Linked DNA regions of Zea mays: region 1 is linked to region 2. Evidence: chromatin contacts called from public Hi-C data. All regions are on one chromosome and are shown on one strand. The core of a region is the stretch at or near the end of the contact, and the rest is flanking DNA. Distances in the headings are between cores, read along the strand shown. Region 1 holds the start of LOC100273033. Region 2 holds the start of LOC103636536 (protein VAPYRIN).

The links. Hi-C and Micro-C count contacts between places; a contact is called where the count stands out from the background.
Region 1: a contact with region 2 is called in a Hi-C map of leaf, with 6 times the contacts expected there. The contact joins the promoter of LOC100273033 here to the promoter of LOC103636536 in region 2. A contact is called at or near these places in 2 of 25 Hi-C or Micro-C datasets (both in leaf).

The regions. Positions count from the first base shown.
Region 1 is chr8:176,607,864-176,614,110 of Zm-B73-REFERENCE-NAM-5.0, reverse strand. It overlaps LOC100273033, which reads right to left and starts at 1,280. Exons shown (of 5, transcript NM_001152605.1): 1 at 689-1,280; 2 at 456-608. The coding sequence starts at 1,124. It overlaps LOC103636543 (a long non-coding RNA gene), which reads left to right and starts at 5,347. Exons shown (of 3, transcript XR_558057.3): 1 at 5,347-5,452; 2 at 5,563-5,642; 3 at 5,739-6,108.
Region 2 is chr8:176,335,967-176,342,049 of Zm-B73-REFERENCE-NAM-5.0, reverse strand. LOC103636536 (protein VAPYRIN) reads right to left here and starts at 3,667. Exons shown (of 2, transcript XM_008658882.3): 1 at 2,422-3,667; 2 at 1,242-1,992. The coding sequence starts at 3,198. The coding sequence ends at 1,528.

The DNA.
Region 1 (6,247 bases), core at 31-2,530, 270 kb before region 2:
ACCACAGAAATGGAGCGTTTTGGTTCTGCTCAAGGACAAGGGAAAAGGCAGGATGCCAACTACTTAAACGTTAAACCCATCTTCCCATGAAAATGTCAAACACAAACAATAATAAGATTGTGGCCACAGGCTGCACGTCGGAACTCCACAGAAATGGAGTGATCATCATCATCTCTTCATCACCATGCCCCGCCTACCAAACTGTCTATTTCATTTAAAACTTGGGGCCAGATCCAAACCGACATGCCCACATGCGTTATACTACCGCTTTATTATATCACCCGTCCGCTAAGGTCATTTTTGTAATATTAAATCAGATTGGACGATTCGCCAATCGCGGTCACACAATCTCAATCAAGTGATCATATGTAATCTCAACGAAACTATTGCTCTTGAATTCTTTCTAAAAAAAATCAACCAATGCACCCCGCAACTGACAGATGTGAACAACTTACCGACACGGCGGCGGAGCACGAGCGGCAGCAGAACGAAGACGGCGGTGACGAGCAGCACGAACTGCCTCCCCGTCCACCACCGCGCGCCGAACAGCTCCTGCAGCACCCCGGCGTGCTCGTCGCCTCCGCCGACGCTCCCAGACATCACGTCCCCTGCGGCACGCGCGCGCACACGGTATCACAATCTCGATTCGACCTGAATTCGTTCTCGATCGACGAAGCCGCTAGCTCACCGATGATGATGAGGTAGACGACGAGCGTGCCCGTGGTGGTAAGGGCGACGAAGACGTTGAGCAATGCGGCGCCGGCGCGGCCGAAGGCGTCGCCCATGGTCCCCGCGTACGACGTGGCCGCCTCGTCCTTGCCGCCGCCGCCCCACCCCCGCCCCGTGTACCGCAGCATGAACTCCACGGAGACGTCGGCGAGCGCGGCGACGGCGGCGATGAGGAGCGCCGCGGGGACCACCCCGAGCACCCGCATCGCTGCCGGGATCGACATGATGCCGGCGCCGACGATGCTCGTCGACACGTTGAACACGGCGCCCGAGACCGACGCCCCGCCGCCGTGCCGCCCACCCGCCGAGGACTCCGGCAGCAGCGGCTCGTCTATCGCGCCCGCGCTGGCGCCGGCGTCCGCGCGTTTGCCTGATGTTCTCGCCGGCGGCGTCATTTTCGCGGGCGCTCTCGGGCGTGGCGTGTGGGTGGCGCTCGCCGACGAACGAGCGGGAACCAGTCGTTAAAATAGCACGCGACTGGTACCAGCTCTGAAATTACTGTTTTACTCTTCCGTGGTGAGGGAAGAAGAATGGTACTAGTATAGTATATGGTCGACAGGGTGCAGTTTGGTCATTCCGTGCGGGTGATGTTCAACACGACAGGCGAGGTGGGTATGATTGGGGCTGGAGGTGATGATGCTCCTGTGTGCTCGCCCATGCTCCTGTGTACCTGGACGGGAACGCGGCTCGGGTTCGTCATTCGCGATGATACGGTGAAGCTGGACTTGTTTAGCAATTAGCACATGCAGTGGCATTCGCCATTATTTGCGTTCTGGCTGATATAAGCAGCATTGCAGGAGCAAATGACACTTTTGCTACCATTTTCCTACGAATTTTGTCTACCGGTCGTTTTCCGCAGGTCACAGAAAACGCTGGCCGACGCCAGTTGGTATCCTGGATTTTACAATAAGATATGCATATGCTAATATTTATATATACATTTGATTACATTATTTCGGTCAAACCATTTAATAATTCAGTGATAGTTTTAAAATTTGAACATTATTTGGTATGCATACACTAAATTACACAATAAATCTTTTATTTAAAGATTAAATTAAAAAATAATAGTCTCTTGTTCCCAAATTAAAATTTGTTTTAGTTAATTAACAGGTTCATGCAAATACTTAACGTATGTGCTTCATACATGTGTCTAGGTTCATATTCATCCATTTGAATATAGACATAAAAACAAAGAGCTAAAATAACTACTATTTTAGGACGGCTGGAGTAAGACTTAAATTTTAAAATCAAGTTAAAAATATTCTCAAACTATCCATCCGTCTCAAAATATAGTTCTTTGTAGCCTTTTTCCGTTTACATCCAAATAAATGATAATAAATATAGACATACGTGCAAACTATATTCATAGATTAATTAAACAATGTATGTTTAGTCTAAAATGGATTATATTTTGGGGCGAATGGAGTATAAAAGAATGGAGTATAAAATAGATGAAAAGTGTCGGGATAAGATCTCCAGTCCCTGGGGACCACCGGTCAGCAAGCGCGCTAGGGAAAAACCTCTAGCAAGTAGGACCCGCCGACCAGCTGGAGGAGGAAATGTCTATCCTAGAACCACCCGCATCCGAACAAACCCCTCTGCACCAAAAAAACGAAAAGCTCACAGCAAGGCAGTCGTGAATTCTAGAGTTCAAAGGCTGGTCCGCGGAGGGCTCACGACCGCTCCAGCGAAAATAGAGCGAGGGGCAGCCAGAGATGGGCACGCTAGCGGCCAGGACCCTGACATACGAAAAATTAAGGGCATCACCAGCTCATGTTCAAGTCATGATAGAGTCTGACTCATGGTTTATCGTGGAGAGAGGCAGCGAGCCGTCGATTTCGGTCGAACGGAATCAACAACTATATGAGTCGACGCCCGGGAATATGAGGGCGGTTCCTAGCGGACTCCGCGCTTGGATCGTGCGGAAGGAACCAGGGGCTCACTCGGATGGTTCCTACCCGTTTGTAACTCACCGAGCGACATTGCTAGCCCATCGAGGAAAGCATGTTTCGGCTCACCTCCCCCATCCTTGCGGAGGGAATACGAGGGGAGAGTAAAACTAAAAAGACGGGACAAGCCACCCAGACGAACCCCTTCATCGAGCAGGGGCTCGAGGGCTCGCCCCACACGAGTATGGCGGACGAGTGAAAATTGCACGGAAAGCGCCCCATACCAAAAAAAGGGCTCTAGACAAAATGGGGTCAGGGGGCTGAAACCAATACGTGTCATCAGAGCAGCTAAGTCACACGTGGAGCCATGGAAAATTACGAATCGCGAAACTACGAGTGATTGCGTGCTATTTCCTTCATAGCATCGCCCCAAGCACGACGTTCGCAGCAACATCAAAATCACCTAACAACAGGTCCAGCTCTACCGCTGATGAACCCTCAGGCGGATCGATGGCATTGCGAAGATTACCACCAAAGTATAGCAGCACAATGCCAAGAGCCCCAAGGAAATAAGTACCACAGTCGCTGAGGTCAAACGCCACCCGACCCTTCATTAGCCCCTGAGAAGAGATACTCCCCCTCGGGGGCTACTGTTAGGGATAAGGTCCCTTGTCCTTGAGGACCATTGGTCAACAAGAGTGTTAAGGAAAAGGCTCTGGCAACTAGGATCCGTCTGTCAGTTGGGGGAGGAAACGTCTACCCTCGAAGCACCCGCCCTCGGACGAACCCCGTGGCACCGAGCTTGGGGTCGAACATGGAGGAACCACACAAGGGGGGGGGTGCGAAGGGAAATCACTCAAATGGATCCCTCACCTGGCCGAGACTGATCTGCCATAAGGTGACCAGTCGCACTAACTATGCCTGGAACCGAGCCACAACAGAGGCGACAGTCCGCCTCACACTCATGGTCTACGAGCCCCTCGAGCTGCGGCACACATACGACCCACACAAACCCTGGCCTGCGGCGCACTCATGACCTATCGGGACTAGACCCGAGTGCGCAGACCACCTGCACGGCACAACGAGACAAGCCGCATCGAGCCCCAGGCTACGGAGACCAGGGGTCGGCGTAGCTCGAATGATGGCGCTTAGGCCATGCTGCCCACACCATCCGTGATAAAAAAACAAGACAAACCAGGAGACCCTGAAGCCGATGGGCGGACGTGGCTTTACGAGGGTAGAACATTCGGTTTTACCATCACCCAGTGACTCCTTCTTGAGAAAGCCACCTCCCATTATAAAATGGTATAATGTAGTTATAAACACCGACAAAAGGCTATAATGATAGTTTAAAAATGTAGTGTAGACATGAAAAGAAGATTTATTTAATTTTTTAGTCGGGGCCTTTTAAGAGACACAATCAATATCTTGACTTAATGTGAGTAGGGAACGATCCGTACCGCGGGAGGCGGAGCCCTCCACACCCCCAGGCGTCCCTGGCCTACGTCGAGTCCAAGCTTTTCGGCGACGGGCCTCTGCTTTGTTCGCCAACTTAGCCGTATTCTTTAGAATTTGGATCACAAACTGAACGGGTAGCAGAGGATGCTGCTGAGCTCACGGAAGTTTAATGCAAGAATGGTATGTGCCGTCCAAACGAGCGAGCACACATATCCTTTGTGGTCGCCGTCGCTCTCCTCCACATGACTTGCTTATGCCAGTATGCTGACTGTAGCCTGTACCGGAGCTACCCCAGCATACCACGCTGTGATTTTGCTGACAACTTCTTCTTCATCCCAGGCATCGCTGCACCAGTCTTTGCTGGAGTTTACACAGCGCACAGTCTTCTCAGCAGAGGCAACGAGGCTCCGTCTGATGAAGGAACCAATGAATCAGATACGGTTCAAGAAGAGACAAAGCCACCTGAAACAGGGAACTGTGGTGAGCAATCCCGCATGGGCTGGCGGGCTGTTTAACTTGGATCCAGATGAGGAAGACATTTCTGCTGCTAGAAGCAGGTGGTGCTTTGGATCAGCAACCACCAACAGACGAGACGCAGTGGTTGTTCTGCTGGGCATGCACAGGAGGTGCGCACGGGGAATCTATACGATGAGAAGAACGGCAGCTTCTATGATAAAGTTGTGGACAGTGACGATGTGAAGAGTGGGCCGGGATCAACGGCTACGGCTGAATTGCCGGTCTCCAATAGAGCAGAAGAGAGAAGGAATCGATCCAGAGGCCATAGCAAATGTCAAAAGCTAACCCACAACTGAAGGATGGTTCGAGTCATGGTATTTAGCCTTTTATATTAAAAGGAAAAAAATGGAATGCATAGGCAATAACGTCAGAGATATTTAAACTGACATTCTAGAGATACACAGGCCAACAGGCAAAAAAAAAAAGATCTACACTTTATTACACACATATCCATTTCAACAGCAGGTTCGAGCCTCTTACAGAGCAATTATGCAAGTCGGCTGAATGTAATCAGTAACTTCAGAAGCGATTGGTTGGGTACAGTTCAAAAGGAGATTCTTTTATTCTACCCTATTCCTGTAGTGGCCGGCCTTTGGCTGTTTCGGGTGCTCCTTCTCGAGTGTGAAGTGCCTGACCTCATGTGAGCTACCGCAAAGTGCATGCTTTAATTTTTGCACGGTGGAGAACAAAAGTTGCGATTGCTTGCAGAAAAGAGGAAGGTACGGGTGCAGCTATATAAGCTCCAGGAAGCAGAGAGCCAGGCATCTCTACTTGAAAGCTGCTTGAAGAGTTTGTGCACAGTGGGTCTCCTACTCGGCTATTCAGTTCTCCTGCTCTACTCTCCGGAAACCATGGCTGTAAGTTCTTTATCGGCTCCCTTGTCTTGTCTATTATTACCTTACATGCATCTAGAAGTATGTGTGTCATGTTTATATGGAGGCAAGCCTGAAAGCTCGTATGGCCATAGCTAGGTTGTGGAGCTGAAGGTTGGAATGCACTGTGAGAGGTGCATCAAGGCCATCAAGAAGGCAATCAAAACTATTGACGGTGAGCTTATTACTTGCTTATGGTCAAGTAAGTTCTTTCTATATATATACCACAGAAATTAATCATCCACTTTATATGCTTCCGGCCACCATGCAGACATGGAGAGCTATCGCCTTGAGACGGAGATAAACAAGGTCACGGTGACGGGGAGCGTTACCCCAGAGGAAGTCGTCAAGGCTCTCCACAAGATCGGGAAGACGGCGACATGCTGGACCCAAGACTGAGGAGGGCCTGGTTGATTCGGACGTCCCTGAGAATGAGATTTTGTTGGCTGTGGGTTGGATTGGATGGAGCTGGAGCCTGCCTGGGCAGGCAACTTTTTCAGACCATCAGATGTATAGGAATAACCACGGACAGATGCTGTGACTTGTACTATATGTGAGGTAACCACTGCTGTTATTCACTGTCGCCCGGCCGATGCCACTCGCGATCATATACACAGAGACAGAGTCTTTATTTTCATGCAGATCCTACCTACCACTACCAGCTTGTTCAATCATGCTCCACGCACGCGCGATGTTCGAGACCGTGTCTACCAGGTTGCCTGATAGCCTTTCCTTGACCATTTCTTCTCTGAAGGCGTTGATTCAGCTGTGCGATAAATC
Region 2 (6,083 bases), core at 2,418-4,917:
GAGCACCTTATTTTTAAAATGGAATAATAGTGGAGGAAATTCCTACTGCTGTAAAAAAAATACATAATAGAGGCAAAAAATTGTTACACATTTGAAGAAAAGAAAAGGAAAGCAGCATAGGGCCGAAACAACTACAACAACCTATTAAAAGAGAGGAAATTCAAGAACAATGGGCAATTCTTCAATCCTGTGTAACTGCACTGAAACTTGAAACCCTGCCTTAAAGGCGAGGAGTTCGCTGAAAAATGGGAGCTCTCCTTTGCTTCCGATCCAAATGATCCGTGCTGGTATGCAAAAGACTTTTTACGAAGAAAGTTGCTTGAAACTCATGCTTGGTTTTCTGCGCCATTTTTTTTTATTGCTTCTGCGCCATGCATGTTAGGGGAGCACATCTCAACATATTCACTCTCTAACAGCACTACTTGCTCCGCTACTAGTAGAGTGTTGTGGACGAATGTTACTAGTGAATTTGATTTGGTTTGCATTGATTCCGATCCAGTTGGCTTGTGGACTGCTTTCTTTGTTGGCGTGACCAGTTCTGATAGCTCTTATCTGACGAAATGTGTGGACCTGGGCAGCACGTGCGTCCTATCTCCTCTCCTGGTCCGTCAACCTTGTCGTATGCCTAGTCACGGATTGTAGGAAATTTGTGTCCTACTCCTATCTCCAGGCTGTTCTGGGCTTCTGGGCCCATCCTGCTGGAGCAAGCACTCCTCTGGATGAAGGTCGCTTGACAGACACCTCCAGATACAGAGAAGAGTTGAGGAACTTGGATGGGGATAGTTTTCTTCTGCGCTTGATCAGGCATGCATGTATGTAGTCCTTGTCTCTCTGACTCCCTCCACGTCATCCTCTGGGTTTTTGTTACAAACTCCATGAAAATGTTTCTTTGGTAGGGTTTTCGTTTCTTGGAAAATCGTCTGACTAACTGGTCCTTGAAGTAATTTATCCTGTACTTGATAAGTAAAAGGAACAAACATTTCAAACGGTTTCTGTCTTCGAACACCAAGGTTTGGGTCCTTTGGCAGGGTTTTTTGTGGTTTCTACCAGCCAAACAGAAACAGTACAGTCGAACGGAACCTAATTTTTAACTGGGAACTGTATTCAGTTCGGATGAATTGGTTAGTCCGTGCACTGCTGTTGTGCTGATTTTTTGCAAGTTTGGGTGTTCAGTTTGCTGTTCCAAGTTACACCAAATACTACTTACTTCCACTTTCTTAGAATAATAATACTTATGATGATTGAGGAACATGTAAAGCACTGCAATTGCATAGCGAATGTTTTTTTTCCACCAGCACGCCGCGTATAGCAATCGACCGTCTCAACAATGAGCTACTCTCCCAACAAAGCAGAACAAACCACTATACAGTACAGTACAATTTCGGACGGGTTCGCTTCTTCTTACTTTAAAGCCAGCCACGGCGGCTGTAGGCATCTCTCGGCTCACGCACAGCAGGAGCAGCAGCGGAAACAAACAAGCCTTCGTGTCCGTCCAACAGTCTCTCCCAACCGATAACCGGCAGCAAATCAGGCGCACGATATGGACGATGAAGACGACGACGCGGCGCACAACGCCGACGCGGCGGCCACCTCCGCACCTCTCGCGCACAGGAGCTGAGCGATGGCCTCGTACCCCATGGCCTCCGCCATCTGGAGCGGCGTGGCGCCGCGCCTGGTCCGGGCGTTGGCGTCGGCGCCCATGTCGAGCAGCAGCTCCACGGCCTCCGCGTGGCCTCCCTCGACGGCGAGGTGGAGCGGCCTGTGCCCTTCCACGTCCTCGCACTCGACGTCCATGCATCCCGGCCCGGCGAGCAGCGCGATCGCGTCGCCGTGTCCCTTGATCGCGGCCAGGTGCAGCGCCGTGAGGCCGTACTGGTCGCGCCCGCGGACGCCGGCGCGCTTGCTGAGCAGGGACTCGAGGCTCCCGAGGTCGCCTCGCCTCGCCGCCGTCATCACCAGCTCCCACCGTTCCAGGACGTCCACCACTTCTTGCTGCACTGGGCAAAAATTGACAACACCTCCGCCGTTACACTGATTACATTATTGGTCTTTGGTCAAGACAAGAATAATGGCCTGGCCATGCATGCGTTAGCTAATACTATCGTACGTCGTCGCTCGTCCTACTCGACCGGGCCGTTCCTATCATGGTTCACGAGCACAGCTACGCGGCTCGCATAAGCCAAGTTGCGTGCGGCCTGAGGCTGGTCCATGGCGTGATTCCGGCCTGTGTCTCTTCTCGTGTTGCGTTCGTTAGTGACAGGCGCGGGTTTACCGCAAGGGCTGTTTGTATATGGCGGCGGATCTATGTCCAGCCAGTTAAAGAAGAGGCATCCGAATTCGATGCGCGAGTGTTGGTAGTTGGTACAGGACTGTAAGAAGGACAAGCAGCAGGTAGATTGGGAGTGGATCGAGAGCGCTTACGTATCCCTTGTCGCGCGCGACGTCCAGCGGAGTCCTCCCGCGCGCGTCGACCGCCGACGTGTCGGCGCCCATGTCCACCAGCACCGCCACCGCCTCGGCCTCGCCGGCCGCGGCGACCGCGTGCAGGACCGTCCTCCCCTCGCGGTCACGCGCGGCCAGCGCCTCGGGCCCCAGCCGCCTCAGCTCCCCGCAGTCCCCCCTGGCGGCCGCCGCGTGCAGCGGCGCCCACTGCTGCTCGCCGGCGTCGGGCGCCGCGGCGGCCTGCTGGTGCTCCAGGAACGGCAGCAGGTGCGGCTGCCGGCGCAGGATGAGGCGCACGGCCGCGGCGTCTCCGGCGTCCGCGGCGAGGCGGAGAAGGTACGGCCCGCCGAAGAACACGCGGAGGCGGACGGCCCTGACTCCGCCCCCGCCGCCGCCGCCGTCGTTGCTGCTTCCCACGGAGTCGAGGCGCGCCGCGGAGAGCGAGGACAGGACGAGGAAGCGGTCGGCGCGGGAGCGCGGGAAGGACGGCGGCGCGTGCGGCTGCGGGCGGAGCACGACGCGCAGGGACGCCGAGGAGAGCGGCGGCACGGCGCCGCGCGGCGGGCTGACGAGGAACTTGAGCGGGGAGGAGGTCTGGACCTTGAAGGCGACGGGGAGGGACGGGTGCAGGGAGCGGAGGCGGAGGTCGGCGCGGCACTTGGCGTTGGGCTTGAAGTCGATCATCACCTCGTCGTCCTCCACCTCCAGGAGATGCTCGGGCGCCGGCGCGGAGGAGGCTGCTTCCGCCGCGGCCATTTTCTAGCTAGCTTGGAACGGGGAGCGAGCTCGAGGAGCTCGCCGCGCGAGAGTATAGTATGGAAGGAGAGGAGTGCCCGGGGGCCGGGGCAATGGAATGGTGTGGCTATCTACCTAGGACGACGCTTTTCACGTCACGCTGCTGGATGGATGGGCGAGAAAGGAATGTTGATCTTCTGTGCCACTGCGATATATGGCGTGAGGCGTGAGCACTCGGCAGTCGGCAGGACACATCATGCAGCGGCGTCCCCCGGTACCGGTACCTTGATGACCACAGCTCTGCACATAGTCCGTGCGGATTCCCTGGACGGGGAGATGGCTGGATCCCTTGTGGCCCTCGAGTGCATGATAAACAAAGGGACCATTGGGGAATGATGGAGCAGGGCTACGTCTACGGGCGAGCAGGCGGCAGGCCCGCACGCGTCCCATTCGGAAGAACAAGCAGCCACCGGGCACACTACTGTGCCCTCGTGAAAGGACCCCATGCCAACAGGCCACTTCCTCGCGCGACGTCGCCGCCGCGGCTGTGCAGCCATGTGCCGACGCCCTCCCCTCAAATTGCTGTTTGTCGCGGACGAATCGGCACGAAACCCGGGCTTGGCGCCTTGGCCCCGTCCGCGTGCTCCAGCGTCACGCACGCATTATGGGCCTGTTTGGTTTGTGGCTAAATGTGCCACACTTTGTCTAAGGTTAGTCGTTCGAATTGAATAACTAACCTTAGGCAGAAAAGTTAGGCAAAGTGTGGCAACTGAGGTAGTGAACCAAACAGGCCCTATATACGCGCGGCTTGGCTCTACGCGCCTGCCCGCAGGCCCCGGTCAGAAGTAGAAAAAATATATATATACGTACCCCTCCTGCGTCCCCTGCCTGTCGCCGCTACGAAACAACTCTTTACCCTTCTCGTTTTTATGCGTCGTGCATCATGTGCAAGCGGTAGAACTCGCGCGCCGTGCATGAAATGCTTGCAGCATATATATATATGTGACAGAGAGTTTCAGGATAGAAATTCGAGCGTGTCAATGAGTCATCATCATATCTGTATACTCGGAGTTTAGACAGCTAGGCCTTGTTTTTTTAATCCAAGGAGATATTTCCTCCGGTCTAAATTATATAGTACTTTGATTTTTATAGATATATTTATTTTACTATATACGGTACGGAGTTTTCAGTTTGATGCGTTCGATGATGTTGTACATAAAAAGTAGTCAAATCCCAACCGGTTCGAAGATAAACCCAAGTTTTACCGGTTTTCTTGACTCCAGACTTCAGACTGCTTTTTTAGGCCCAATCCCGTGGCGCATGTGATTTTTAGGCCTAATTTAGATTGGGCCGATCCATCTATGTCGCGCAGATGGGCCTATGACCTTTAGTCCGAACCCAAATTTCTGCAAACTGAACGGACATGTCTGCCCCGAGCTGTCCCATTCTTCCTAAAAAAACAGGAATGTTACTTTAACATAGGAATTGAAAGTCATATGAATACTGAATCAAAAAGGGTATGTAGTTCTGCGAGGACAGAGAGGCTCGGGCCTACTAGCAATGGCACCAGTCTGTATTCTTTTTAATCAAAAGCAGTGCTGACCAGCATGCTGCATGTATGGTTTTGGTACTTTGGAAGTTTTTGGATCTGACAACTGACTGAGACGCGAACTTATGGCGTCAGGATTCAGCGTCCTCCCTTTTTCCGTATAATTCATCTTTTCTTATTTAATGTTAATGTTAACATTTAGCTGTCAAAATTAGTTCTCGTCGATCAAAACAGTCTTATTTATAATTAAATCAAAACAGTCTTATTTATAAACTAACTACCCCTTCGATTTTTTAGTTTATGTTTGTTAGTATAAAGTTGAACGTCAAATAAAAAAAATGGAGGTAGTACTTAGCTAGAGCTCTGCTGGAATACATATCTCCTGCTATTCATGTGCGGATGTGCCAGGTTGAGCCACTTCTTCCTCTCCAAGGACGTCTCCAGATCAGAACAGTCGCCCAGAAGACGTTCCAGCTGGAAGACTGGAACACATATCTGCTGCCATTCATGTGCGTTCTTGTAGAGGCACCTCTCCCATAATCCCCATTCGTCCTCCACTTGGCTCAGCTGGAATATAATTTCGGTTTCCACAGATGCTAATATGTACGTACCTACCAACGCAGTGGATTCAAACCGGTCCTAAATTAAACATGTCACGCACAGCAAAACTCGTGTAAAAAAGAGGAGTGCCAAGACACGAGCACGGCTCGTGATGTCAACTGATGCTAACCCCCGTGAAATTAGGTCATCCGAGTCGGTGGTGGCGGCGGCAGTACAGGACGTCAGCACATGCACATGGTCGCGGCAGGTTTTGGTTGTACTGAGGGAGTCGCCACCAAATAATTTCGGGGCAATTCCCCGCATAACATCGAAAAATATACATATTTCTTATGTGTCACTGCCTTCACATATTATACACATAAAAAATTTACATATATATCACTGGGTGATACATAATAAATGAGCATAAAATCTGATAGTATACAAAAAAAATTTTCCAATAATTTCACGGTGAAAGTGACACTCACGTTTTGAAAACAGCACAGAAAGAATTTGTTTTCCTCATAAATTCTTTTTATTTTTATAATTTTTTACCATTTCTCTTTTTATCAGTACTAGTGTTAACATATTTAAGCCCTCATGACGAAATCTTTTATTGAGATTATCCGAAGCAGTAGCGAGGCGCGTGAGGTCCAGGCAGGCAGGCTTTGCAGCGTGCAGGCTTTCCACTTTCGGGGCACCCACCGTCACGTGGGGGGAGCATGCGGCATATTCTCATTTGATTGACATGTTGGCCGACGCTCATGGCGGAGCAGCAGGACACACACCAGCCGGCAGCCGACCCAGCAATTGCCTG